Regions from separate parts of the Mus musculus genome. Here region 2 is linked to region 1. The links are chromatin contacts, called in public promoter capture Hi-C maps. All regions are on one chromosome and are shown on one strand. The core of a region is the stretch at or near the end of the contact, and the rest is flanking DNA. Distances in the headings are between cores, read along the strand shown.

Region 1 (6,005 bases), core at 3,210-5,709:
GGGCCTGGGGGGAGAGAGATAGCTTGCTGTACAAGCATGGGGACTGAGTTAGAGCTCCAGAACTGCTAAAGAAAAACACAACTATCACACATCAACCCCTCAAAAAACTGGGCAAGGGGGCATGAGTTTATTATAATCCAAGTGCTAGAGACAGATGACCTGGGTGAGCTGGCTGGCCAGCTAAGTCATCGAATTCCAGGCCAGTGAAATGGTAAACTAAGGCAGAGGAAATGATAGGATCCCTGTTAACAGAGAAAAGCCAAGGTTGTCCTCTGGCCTTTAAATGTGTGTGCACACTGCCCTGCACATGTATGCAAGGTACCACACCACAGAAGGGGTGCAAGGGGCAAGAAGCAAGACAGGGTCTGAGCAATTTACCTGATGCCCCAGAGCTCGACATTGTGGTCTGGCTTGCTTTACTGAAGTCCCCAGGTATCCTGTCCTCTGGGTTCTTTCCTGCTGAAAGATATCCTAAATATATACAGGACAGAACATTCTATGACTAAAACTGCACCTTTGTTTTAGTTGGCTTTTAATAGAATGTCTTTGTATGTTTCTTTCCCTAGCACTGAGATGGAAGGAACTAAAACCAAAATATGACCATTAGCAAATTACCCACATGGTACATGAGCTTAACACCCCAAACAAGGCTCAAGACTGATCATGGAAGCTAGCTCGTTTCACTTTCTTCTGCCAACTTTATAAATCTGTTTGAATCTTAAGTGGAGATTATATATTTAAGTAACTCTGGAGTTCTGGCAAGTATAAAACATAAAATATAATTGGGTTCCATATAGCTATGACAGAAGCAGCACAAAGAAAGGCTTGGCATGAGGAAGAAGGGCTTGAACACCCGTCCCCGTGTATTTTGAAAACCATGCAGTAGGCATCACAGCAAGGACAGAAATCAATCACCAAAGCCGAGGGCTCAAGCCCTCGCAGCTCTGCGGCTCTGAGCTGAGAACCTTCAGTATGATGAGCTGTTCTGTGGGATGTTCGGCTGCATCCCTGGCCTTGCCTCCCGAGATATCAGTAGCTCACTCACCCCAACTTGACAGCCCCAAAGATTTCTAGGCATCACCCAGTGTTCTCTGAGGGCCAACAAGGCCCCTATTTGAGAGAAGCACAGAACTGACAGGTATCTCCCGTGCCCAGAACCTGGGAGGCTTCCAGGGAAGCAGTGAGCATTAAGGCTGTGTGTGGTCTGAGACAGACAGTGGTGTCTGCGCTGATAAAGTGAGGAGCTGTAGGACAGCTTGCTTTACAATACTTGCTGCTCAGTCTCTAGATGTAAGAGTTTTAGACTCATTTGAAGCCAGGTATGGTGGTTCACACCTAAATTCTAAGTAGTCAGGAGGCCGAGGCAGGGGGATGAAAACTTTGAACGCATTCTCTGCAACATAACAACCTACACCAAAACCCAAGAAAAGAAACAAATAAGAAAAGAAATCAGCAGAAGATGGAGGATCAACTTGCTTGTAAGTAATAACAAACTAAATCCATAGAGGAAACCTAAGGGGAAGGAAGGCTGTGGGCCACAGCTGGGGGCGGCCAACATTCTGATTGCTTTAGTTAAAGACAAACAGGATGAAGATGTTTTAACCCTTCCCTGAACACAGTTTTTCAGCATGCCAGGCACTCAGCATGCACCACTCACCGAATTTTAAGACTCAGGTGCTATTCTGCACGTTAGTCAAGAGCAGAGCAGGCCCATCAGTGCTGATTCTTCTCTGCCTCATTCTCCTGTAAGCTTACAAAGAGTGCTGTAACCAGTGTCGCATTTCTCAGAGCCACCAGAAGAAACCCTGACGTCAAAGTATTAATATTAAAACTCAAGATCAAAAAAGAAAAATTTCATTATTTGCTTGTTTTGTATATATTCATTGGTATACAGTCAGAGCACATGTGTGCCAACCAGAGGACAACGTTAGGAGCTGGCTCTCTCCTTACACTCTGAGAGGTCTGGGAATGGAGTTCAGGACTTATTTTCTTATAAAATAAGGAGAAGCAGGCATAAGTTAACTTAGTCTTGGTAGCAGGTACTCACTCCTTTACAAGATGGAGTCATCTTGCTGGCCCTAAAACTCACCTTTTAAAAAGGAATCAGTAAGGTGAGATAGCTCAGAGAGTAAGGGTGCTAACTGCCAAACCTGAAGACCTGAGTTCAATCCCTACACCTACATGGTGGAAAGACAACAGGCTCCCCACAAGTTGTTCTCTGATCTCTACACACCCAACCCCTACACATAAACGTAAAAAATGGAAGTAGTGAAAATAAAAGATGTAGACTTGGAGACAGATTTTTCTTCCAAAGATACACTCCCATTCTCTAACTTATTTTCCTATAAAATAAGGAGACGCAGGCATAAGTTAACTTAGTCTTCTCTCCGTTAACTTTCCTCCCCCCTTGCCTATTAAGGTCAAGCTGGGTCCCAGTGATCTTACTTGAGACAGTAACAGTGATGCCAGGACCAGGGGCCATGTTGACCCTACAAAGGTCAAGGACACACCTGCAGACCCTGCCACCCCTGTGATAGAGTAAACCAACCTTGCAGAGGAATTAACACAGCATGGGAGCTAGAGAAATAGCAGGAGCCCTGGCTACGCGGGGCCATTGTTTAGGAGCAGGACGGCCATCTCTGCCTGTATGTCCAAGGCAATTTTCTCCCACGACACACTATGTTTTGCCTTCTTGAACATTTAACCTCAGGACTAGACAGCAGAGACCTTGCCCTGGCCTATTCCTTTAGGAATGCTCAAATGGTTACTGCAAAGTGACACGTTTCTAATTATTCTGTCAAGCATCAATCGCAGAAGTTCCTGGTCTCTGCATGCTCTGAGTGACAGGCAATCACTTCGCTACTTACAGCAGATGCTATGGCCCCGCCTGGACAGTCAGGGCTTACTAGTTCCCAAGGACAGGAAATGCAAGGCTAGAGGAACAGAAGACCTTGGGGGAGGGGGGAGGGAATCACAAGTGGATGTGCAGACTCTCCTCTGAAACAAGCACATCTATGTCTGGCATCTCTGAAATGGGAGTACCCTCAATGCCAAGGGACACACTTCTAAATTTTAACCATTGGGTCTTTATTCACTCAGCTAAAACCTGGTCCAAACAGCAGACACGAGAACTGTCTCAGAGCCTCTAGGCTCAAAGTAGGCGTGGTAAGGACTGAGAGAGGAGTCTGAAAACCTGCCCTAATCTAAGTGCAAACTTGTGTTCCCACTTTCTTAACATGCTGGGTTGCACATTCCCGTGTGTCCATGTGCATGCGTGCGCTGGCACATGTGCACTTGTGTGCACACTGAGGTGCCAAGGGTTAACACTCGGTCTCTTTCTTAGTTATACCATACATTGTTTTTGTGACAATGACCCTCAATGAACCTAGAGCTCACCAACTGCGAGGGTGGCTGGCTAGTGACCCCTATGATCTTTCTAACTCCAGCCCCCAAGAGCCCCTCAGAGATGCAGTTAAAGCTTTCATAACTGGCCTTTACATGGATGCAGGGGATGGGAACTCAGGTCCACAGGCATACATGGCCAGCACTTTACCAACTGAGCCATCTCCCCAGCAAGAGCTATGGGGAGACAGGGATCGGTAGGGAAGAATTTACTGGTAACTATATTTATGAACATTCTACTCATGTATTTACCTTTGTTACCTCTGAATGTTAAGAGATACTCTGCTTGAGTTCTCCCTCAGGTGTCAGTGTGCATACAGTTTCTGTAATAATATATAGGAAAAGAAACGAGACTGATAGGCCAGGCTTTCAGCTGGTTTGGCTGTAGTGGTATAGCTCTGTGAAGCTATCTGAATCTATGTGGCTACATCCACAGTGTGATGTTTTGAAGATCGGAGGGCTCTCAAAAGCCCAGGGATTTGTAGAAAACCCAAGGCCTCGAAAGCCTGTGGCCAGGGATGTCCAGACTAGGAAGAACTGATCACGTCAGTAAGCTATTTCCTCTGTTCCCTTCCCACAATGCAGACCCCACCCTCTCCTAAGATTTGGTCATTCTGGTGGTGTGGCAAGTCTTTGTGAGATTTCTCTTTCTCCCCACTCCTCTCTCTAAGAATAAAATCCCAAACTCCTAATTTGGTCGTTCACCCACCCTGAGGGGAGCCCAGCCTAAGCTTAGCCTCCTCAGCGTTCTTCTCTTGGCCTTCAGCTGCTGCACTTCCCTTTTTCTCTGCTCTGCTTGCTCGGTCCCTTTGTTCACTCATGTGTCACTACTTTACAGACCCCCTCTCTGCTCACCCCACTTGCAGTAACTCAAGACTTACTGTTGAGACTCCACCAAATAGTAGATTGCTTGCCAGCGGTAGCTGGGCTCAGACTGTAATTTCCAACTTAATGGAACCCGGTGAGATGCAGTCCTAGGAAACTTGGGGCCTCTTCTGGTTGTGTCTGGCTCACAGACTGACAGACCATCTTCCCACACCTTCCTGTCTGCCGGGTCAGAGCCAGCCTCTCCTAGTCCCTTGCCACTCCCCCTAATATTTGTTCACAAGATCCTGTCTGGGTCAGGTCTTGAGACTGTGACAAATACACTCATTCCTGCCCAATTTTTGGCTTCTTGACCTGAAGAAAATTATCCAGAGTGGCACCTGGCAGTATGTGCTGTACCCAGCTCTCTGGGTGGTTCTCCAGCATGATAGACTTTGACAAGTAGGCTCTAAGGTTGTGTTGCTAATTGTGGTGAGAGAAAGACCAAAGGCTGAGGCTTCTGTATATTGCATCTCCTGCCCAGCCTTTATGTTGCATCTCTGTCAAAACACTCTACCCTAAAAAACCAAACTTATGCTGGTTAGCTTTTTATAGGTACTTTAAATAAAAAATCAAAACCAAACAACCAGATTGTATGAAATGGGTGTTCATATACCAGGTAACTGAAAGGGCTTGCTGGAGAGTCGGCTTGGTTGCACTGACGGCCTCCATGTATCTAAAGGGCTTTTTTGCAGCTTTTAAGGAAGGAAAAAATAAACTTCTCAATTTATAGCTCTGTCTTGTGAGGGAAGCAAAATCTGATGTTCTGCCATTACTAACTCGGAAAGCAGCCACGCTTATCAAGATGGCATCTGACAGGATGGAGTGGGTCTGCCCTTGCCGCTATCGATTTCCATGTGGAAAAACTTAGACCCTGTTCAGCTCTTCTTTTCCTTTTAAAAGACACACTCTGGCTCCAGGGAGAAATGCTACAGTTTCGGAGGAGCCCAGTTATCAATGCCAACTAAATGTTTTCTTGAACCAAACACATCCATGATGCATATCTACCCTGTATTCACTCAAGATCATGAAAAAAAAAAAAAAAGAAGACATACAAAGAACTTCTTTCTGCAGAGGTCACATGTGAAGAAAGAGACGCACACACATATACATACAAATGAATGAAACCATCTTTTTCTTCTTTTCACAAGCAGGGGGTGAGCCTGTGCATGTGTGCATGTTCACATGTGCTCCCAGAGGTGGGAAGCAGAAGTCAAGATGTCAGGAATCTTCCTGCAGAATCCTCCTATTCTCTGAGACAGGGTCCCTCAATCAAAACGAAAGGTTGCCAATAGGGCTAGCCTGGGCAGTCAGTTTGTTCTAGAGCATCCCCTAGCCCAGGCTCTGCATTCTGAGGCTAGAACTAAAGGAACCTTACCTGCCTCGTGTTTATGTGGGTTTTGGGCATACAAGCGTGGGTCGTCTTGCTTGTATAGCAAGCATTTTAAGTGCTGAGCCATCTCCCAAGCCCAAAATAACACTTCAAAACAAACAAACAAACAAACAAACAAACAAAACTCTCACAAACTTTTCATGTGTATGTTCACACTGTTGGACAGCCCGCACTTAATAAACACAGAGAGAGCAACAGGAACATGTTACATTATAAACAGATTTATCTCTACCACTGACTTTGTTCATTCTGAATGCTCGTAACATGTGCCTGAGAATGACAGGTCAAATCACATTTCTTTTTTGACACACCAAAAGCAATGTTGCACAACAATACCTATGAATAT
Region 2 (5,853 bases), core at 2,090-4,589, 1.5 Mb after region 1:
AGAATACATAGCACACCGGGATCAAGGCGTTATAACTCCTCCCTCTGAGATCAGATCTCAGAGCTACTTTCCAGATAGAGCCTTTGTATTTCTTAAACCAGAATGCATAATTAAGTTCCTATTTGAATAAAAAGGGGAAAAAAACACCCCTTGGACAGGCTTTCTAGAGGAAAGTGGACTGAACTTAAATGTTGACCATAAAACTGCAAGTTATTTTTATTTTTACACAAATATCAAATAGATGGGTAGACAGAGTTGGTGGTCTCTTGGGAGAAATGGTTATACTGCGGAGTGAAAATTGAGCAGGCAATATATTAGAAATGCAATTCCATGGGACAGTTCTCCAAGCCTGAACCACCTAAGGCTCTGACATTAGCTTTGTGAAATAGCATTTTCAGACCAAATAGTTATGGAGTGAGGAAGGTGACTGAGAGTGTCTCCCCAAGCCCATGGCACACAGCTTCACCTGTTTCTTACTCTCAGTCCCAGGCCATCTTCAGGGAGGATAACTTAACACCGAATGATCAAGTGGAGGGAGGCTTTGAAGACATCTTGTGATCCTGGATGACCTGGCACCAACATCCGATGATGCAAACACCTGTACGCCAACAATTCAGCCCACTGCTCCGGTGGCTGCAGTATGGTGGACAGAGCACACACAAACCTAGTCCATTTCCCATGATGTTTCCTAAGGAAACAGAGCCACAGAGGGGCTGAAAACCCCCAAAGGGAAAGGGAACATAAAGGGGAGAGTACACCTATGCAAGTTCTAATGAGATTGTAAAACCCCGATTGGAAAATTTTAGCATTAGGCTAAGCCACGTAACATAGAAACTCCCCCAAACTCTACAACCAGGCAACTAATTGGAGAGTTGGAAAGTGTCAAAAAAGACTCCATCCCCTTACCACAGGCAATATAGGATTCCATACCCAGTATACTCGGTATGATAGGGTGATTTTGGTCAATGCAAGCTCAAAACAGGCAGAGGATTGGCTGCTGATGACATCATGCCCATTGGTTAATCCCCAGTGAATACAGTTTTAATATCATATGCATCGATATATCATTTACATAACAAAGTATTGTAATAAGTGTGACAGTAAACGAAGGGGGCAGACAAATCTGCTATTAACAAAGGCTCTGTGACACAGAAAAGGAGGTGGGTGTGGGGACAAAGCAAAGATCTGTTCTTTTTTACTAGCAGGAACTAGGTTATCAAACAATACACGCCTCAAAAAAGATCACAAAATGAATATTGAAATCCAAGTGACCTAGAACAGTCCAGTCCTAGAAATATCAGAGGCTGCTTCCAATAAAGAATATTCAATAGCAAAGAGATATTCACAGGTCTATTTTGCAATGAGGTGAAATAATACAACCATTCACAACCTGCAAACTGCCTTTCTGAAGAACTTTATTACAGATAACAGGGAAAACAAGCCAATCAAATCATGACTTAAGTCTTCCAACACATTGTGACATGTCAAAGGTAGTTAGCACTGAGAGAAGAGAGCGAAGTCTAGAAAAACAGGATGGGAGAGGAACTTAAGGGAGGAAACCTTGAAACACAGCCATCGATCAAGCTATTGAAACAAACTATTGATCAGAAAGCATCCACACCTAGAAAGCTCTGTGCACCAAAGAGTGATGCCAAATCTCTGGGTCATTTGGAGAGGACATTAGTCACCATCAGTTGGAGAGACCCTGGAAATCTTAACAAGACCTGTATTTCCAACCCAGAGGACGTGGGCTTGCACCCCTGACTTGTGACTCTCAAGTTAGCAGAAATGTGCCTCATCCAAGAATCGGTTGTAGAATTCTTCAAAGCAAATCAAACGTCTGTTCCTAAATAGCCAAGCGGTCAACAACACTAACTACATTGTCAGACTGCCATTCCTAAATTATATTGGGGTTTTGTTGCTGGTTTGTTGTTTGCTTGCTTGTAGCAAAGATGTTTTGACGAAGCTTAGTCACTGATGTGCACAGGTTTGGTTGCCTGAGTCAGCAGATGGGCTATCCCCGTATCAAGGATTACAGGAAATATCAGACTAAGGACTCAATGGAAATACCCCCTCTCCCACTGAGGCCGCCTCCAAGCAGGGATTTTTGCCTGTCACATCTTATTAACTTTGCTCTTCTCGGAGGGAAGGGCATTAAAAAGTTAAAAGCAAAAAGAGTTCTGGGATCAGTACGCTTCACCAAAAGGGATACTTCAGTCCCGGTGGGGGTTGGCACATGGCTGCTACTCCAAGAGTCTGTGAACTTGTACATATGCATATTTCTGGCTGATTCATAACTCAGCGTTCAAGGGAAAAAACACACTAACACACTAGCAAGAAGCTTGTGGCTTGGGCTGCCTTCCCAGGTGCAGGCTATAAAGCTTTCTATTTCCAATTCTCCAAGGACAAGCTTGGGTTAAAGACGCCCTGCGGTGCGGTGCGAGACAAGTGGCCATGTAACTGAAGCAAGAGGGAAATAAATTTTGAGGCGCTTGCAGCTTTGGTGGACAAAGCCGAGATGCCTCACCAGAACTCTAAGACCCTTCCCTGTTAACCACCTGCGCTCCCAGTCAGCCCAAGCTGTCGGAGGTCCAGGAACCAGCCCACCTACTTCCTCCTGCTGATACTTGTAAGGACCCCTGCTCGGATGCAAAAGGATGAGACCTCAGTGGCCAGACAGAAGCTCCAGCTCTTGGGGTGTTCGCCCTGAGACTGCTCACCCCAGTTCATCAAGTGGCTGCCTCAGCACCAGTAGGGCTCCAGAGTCTGAACTCCCAAATTGGAAGTGGCTGCTGCCCGCCGTCCCTACTCATAACCCCTAGCTGCACGTCGTATCCTTCTCAGTGTCTCTTCTAACTTTAGGATGCACGCGGCTGATTCAAGTACTTCCCCCTGCTCCCTGCTAAATGCTGGAGTGACTAGGGCTAGCTACACCGAGACTAGTGAAACTGAAATTAGCCCCAAAGGCCACTCTTCTCGCGGAGACCATGCTTAAGCATAAGGTTCAAGGCTGCTCTAACCCCTTCTCCCGCCAGCTCTACCCCAGAGCCCATTCTTACTAGACTAGAAAGAGCAGCCGAGTCAGATCCGGGAGTCCAGAGTGAAGCGCCGATCACAGCACTGAAACCAAAGGATGCTCAGCTGGCGACTTGCGCCCATCACCCTCTTAGTACGGCCGAAAGTGGGGAAAGTTCCGGTGCTGCTGCAAAGAGAAGCCAAAGCTACCGTGGGAAGCGCCGTGTCTTAAAGAAGAAACATTGTCCCAGCCAGATCCCAGAGGGTGCAGACAGCCCTGCGCGCCCAGCAAGTGCGCCCCGTCCAGGGTGGCTCCAGGCTAGCAGTGCAGAAACCAGCCCAGAGCTAGCTGACCAGGAGGAGCCCGGCTGGCCGCTGACAGCGCTGATTGGCCAGACTGCCCGATTGCTGGCGCCCTTGTCAAACCCCGCAGTCCACGTGGGCCTGTCCTCTGAGCCCCACCCCCCCTCCACCCCTCTTCCCTCACCTCCCTACCGTACTGCTGTGTGCGCCTCTCCTAAGCGAGCGCCTCGCTGTGGCCACTACTCCGCAGGTGCTGGAGGAAAGGTGTTGATTCTTCTGAACACCTGAGAGCCAAGTTAAGCCCTGCAAACGGTAGGAGAATTTGGGGTTCCGCTCCCAGTTGAAACCATTTCCTCCACAGAGGTCCCACTACAGACTGCAAGCAGGCATCTTCTAACGTGTGCAAAAGCAGTCTGGCTGCATGCGTAATGTCTTTGCGTGAGAAAAAGAGAAAACTTGACACACAGGTTAATAGCTAAATGATTTTCTAAAACAAAAACAAACAAACAAACAAACAAACCTGTTTTAATGGGACTCATTGCCTAAGCATGCCAGAGACCAGCACTAGCACTACATAAAACTAGATGCAGTGATGCAGTCTGTGACCCTAGCAGGAGGATCAGAAGTTCAAGGTCATCTAGACGACATAGCGCGTTTACCGTTAGCCTGAATCCTGTCTCTAAAATCCAGTTCTTTGATGCCTTACCTCTACCTTGTTTCCAGCCCCATCCAATCGCTTTTCCCTCTTCCCTCACAGAAGTAACCAACAATCAGCGGCATTTAAACAGTATCTTCTCTCATCTGACCGCCATTGTATAGATGAGAAAACTAAGGCTCAGAGAGGCTAAATAATTTGCTCACAATTGTGGAGTTAATTAGTAGTAGTACCGCTTATATTTGACCCCGGTTAGCAAGCACGTGCCTTCTCTCTGAGACCAGGCTAGAATTTTGGACTTTCAGGCTCCACCCTAGAACCAGAATTTTCATTTAAACTCAAAGTCCCCATGTGGTTGTTATATGCATGCAGTTTGAAAACCACCATTCTCTGTCACCGTGCTGTCCTCTGCCACTGGCTAACAGCTCCCCCCACCCCACCCCCAGTCCTTTTATTTTTCATTGAATTAAAATGATGAGCCATCTACCGCAGACGCATCCACATATATCCACTTTCTCTCCCTGCTGCTTGGTCTCATCCAGGCCACTGCCCTTGTTTCCCACGCCTCCTGCCACACACACAAGCCACACCACATTATTTCCCTGATTGCAAAACAGTGACAATCCCTGGCTCTTTTGTTATCAAAATTGGGGCCTTGCAAAGTCAGTCACGCTATTAAATTGTCACCAACCTAAGGGTTTTCAACCATGAGCAACCCTTGCGAGCGTGCCTGTTCCTATGATGGTACAGTTAAAGGACATCCTGGTAAATGTCCAATGATGTGATATGCCGAATGCAGCAGTTGACAGAGGCAGAATGCCCCCTATGAACTGAGCTATACGGCCAAATCAGCACCACAGAAAGGTAAGTAATGGGAGGAGGGAGCTAAAGGAGTTCCAATTATTTCTTCATCCAGCTGCTTATCAAATGCCATGTCATCAAATGCTATGTGCCAGGCTTTGGGATGCTGTGACCAACCCAGCAGGCGTGACTTCTGTCTATAGTTACAGGGAAGGTTGGGCACCAAGCAATTCAACCAATGTACAAAAGAGGCAAATTCAGAGCAAAATATGTATTAAAAGATTATAGAATGAGCACAGGAATTATGGCGGTGTCCATAATTCAGATTGTCTGCCCTGGTAAAGTCACTGACATGGTGACAGCCAAGATCTAAAGGACAGAAGGTCTACCAAACAAACATCTAAACAGAGACTGTCACCAGCATTAGCTCAGTTGTCCTCTCGTAAAAACAACAACAACAAAACCAGCTCTGCCACTCATTGCATAGGCCCCTCCTTCTATCCTGCCAGCTGTTATGCACCATTTGAAGTTATGTCAAATCAATCAATGTCTGTATTATTAAAATGGGTCAGACTATTTTTTTTTATGTAAGACCAAGTGAAGGTCATGCCAACAGGTCTTTTGTTTGGTTTTTGTTGTTGTTGTTGTTGCCTTTGCATTTATGCACGGAAACTCACAAACTCCCTTTGTGCCTCTAGGAATTCTTGTTATTTGAACTTTATGTTTCTCTTTCCTCCTCTTATAACAGATGGAACGAGATAGTGGGCATATCTTGGTTTATAATACACACACCTGTGACTGAGCCTGTGGCAGGACATTCTGACACTACTAAGCCTATTTACAAAAATCTCTCCATTATCAGGGTGGGGAAGATGGTTCCATGGATAAAGCACTTGCCACTCAAACCTGGTGACCTGAGTTCAAACCCCTGGAACTGATATAAAATCTGGACTCAGTAGTACATGGATCTATAATTCCAGGGCAAGATTGGATGTAAAGACAGGAGACTCAGTCAGGCTTATATGGCAACGTCTGCAATGACAGTTTGTCTCAAGCAAGGGAAGAGGTGAAAACTGGCA

The links. Promoter capture Hi-C pulls out the DNA fragments that hold promoters and counts their contacts.
Region 2: a contact with region 1 is called in a promoter capture Hi-C map of hematopoietic stem and progenitor cells, with 5 times the contacts expected there. The contact joins the promoter of Tafa4 here to the enhancer-like site in region 1. A contact is called at or near these places in 12 of 39 promoter capture datasets (the 3T3-L1 cell line, 3T3-L1-derived adipocytes, the C10 cell line and 7 more), 1 of 115 datasets of contacts at active chromatin or transcription factors (embryonic stem cells) and 1 of 9 other capture datasets (embryonic stem cells).

What each region holds. Positions count from the first base shown.
Region 1 is chr6:95,548,307-95,554,311 of GRCm38.p6, forward strand. The region is part of intron 9 of Suclg2 (succinate-Coenzyme A ligase, GDP-forming, beta subunit); the gene reads right to left. Among named protein-coding and RNA genes, the nearest start is that of Suclg2, 170 kb to the right of the region's middle. Within about 2 kb of position 4,460, at least 39 of the 459 cell types and tissues checked have an H3K27ac peak or open chromatin away from gene starts, as enhancers often do. A contact at or near this core is called in hematopoietic stem and progenitor cells, where this site is marked.
Region 2 is chr6:97,057,072-97,062,924 of GRCm38.p6, forward strand. It overlaps Tafa4 (TAFA chemokine like family member 4), which reads right to left and starts at 3,340. Exons shown (of 6, transcript NM_177233.5): 1 at 3,060-3,340.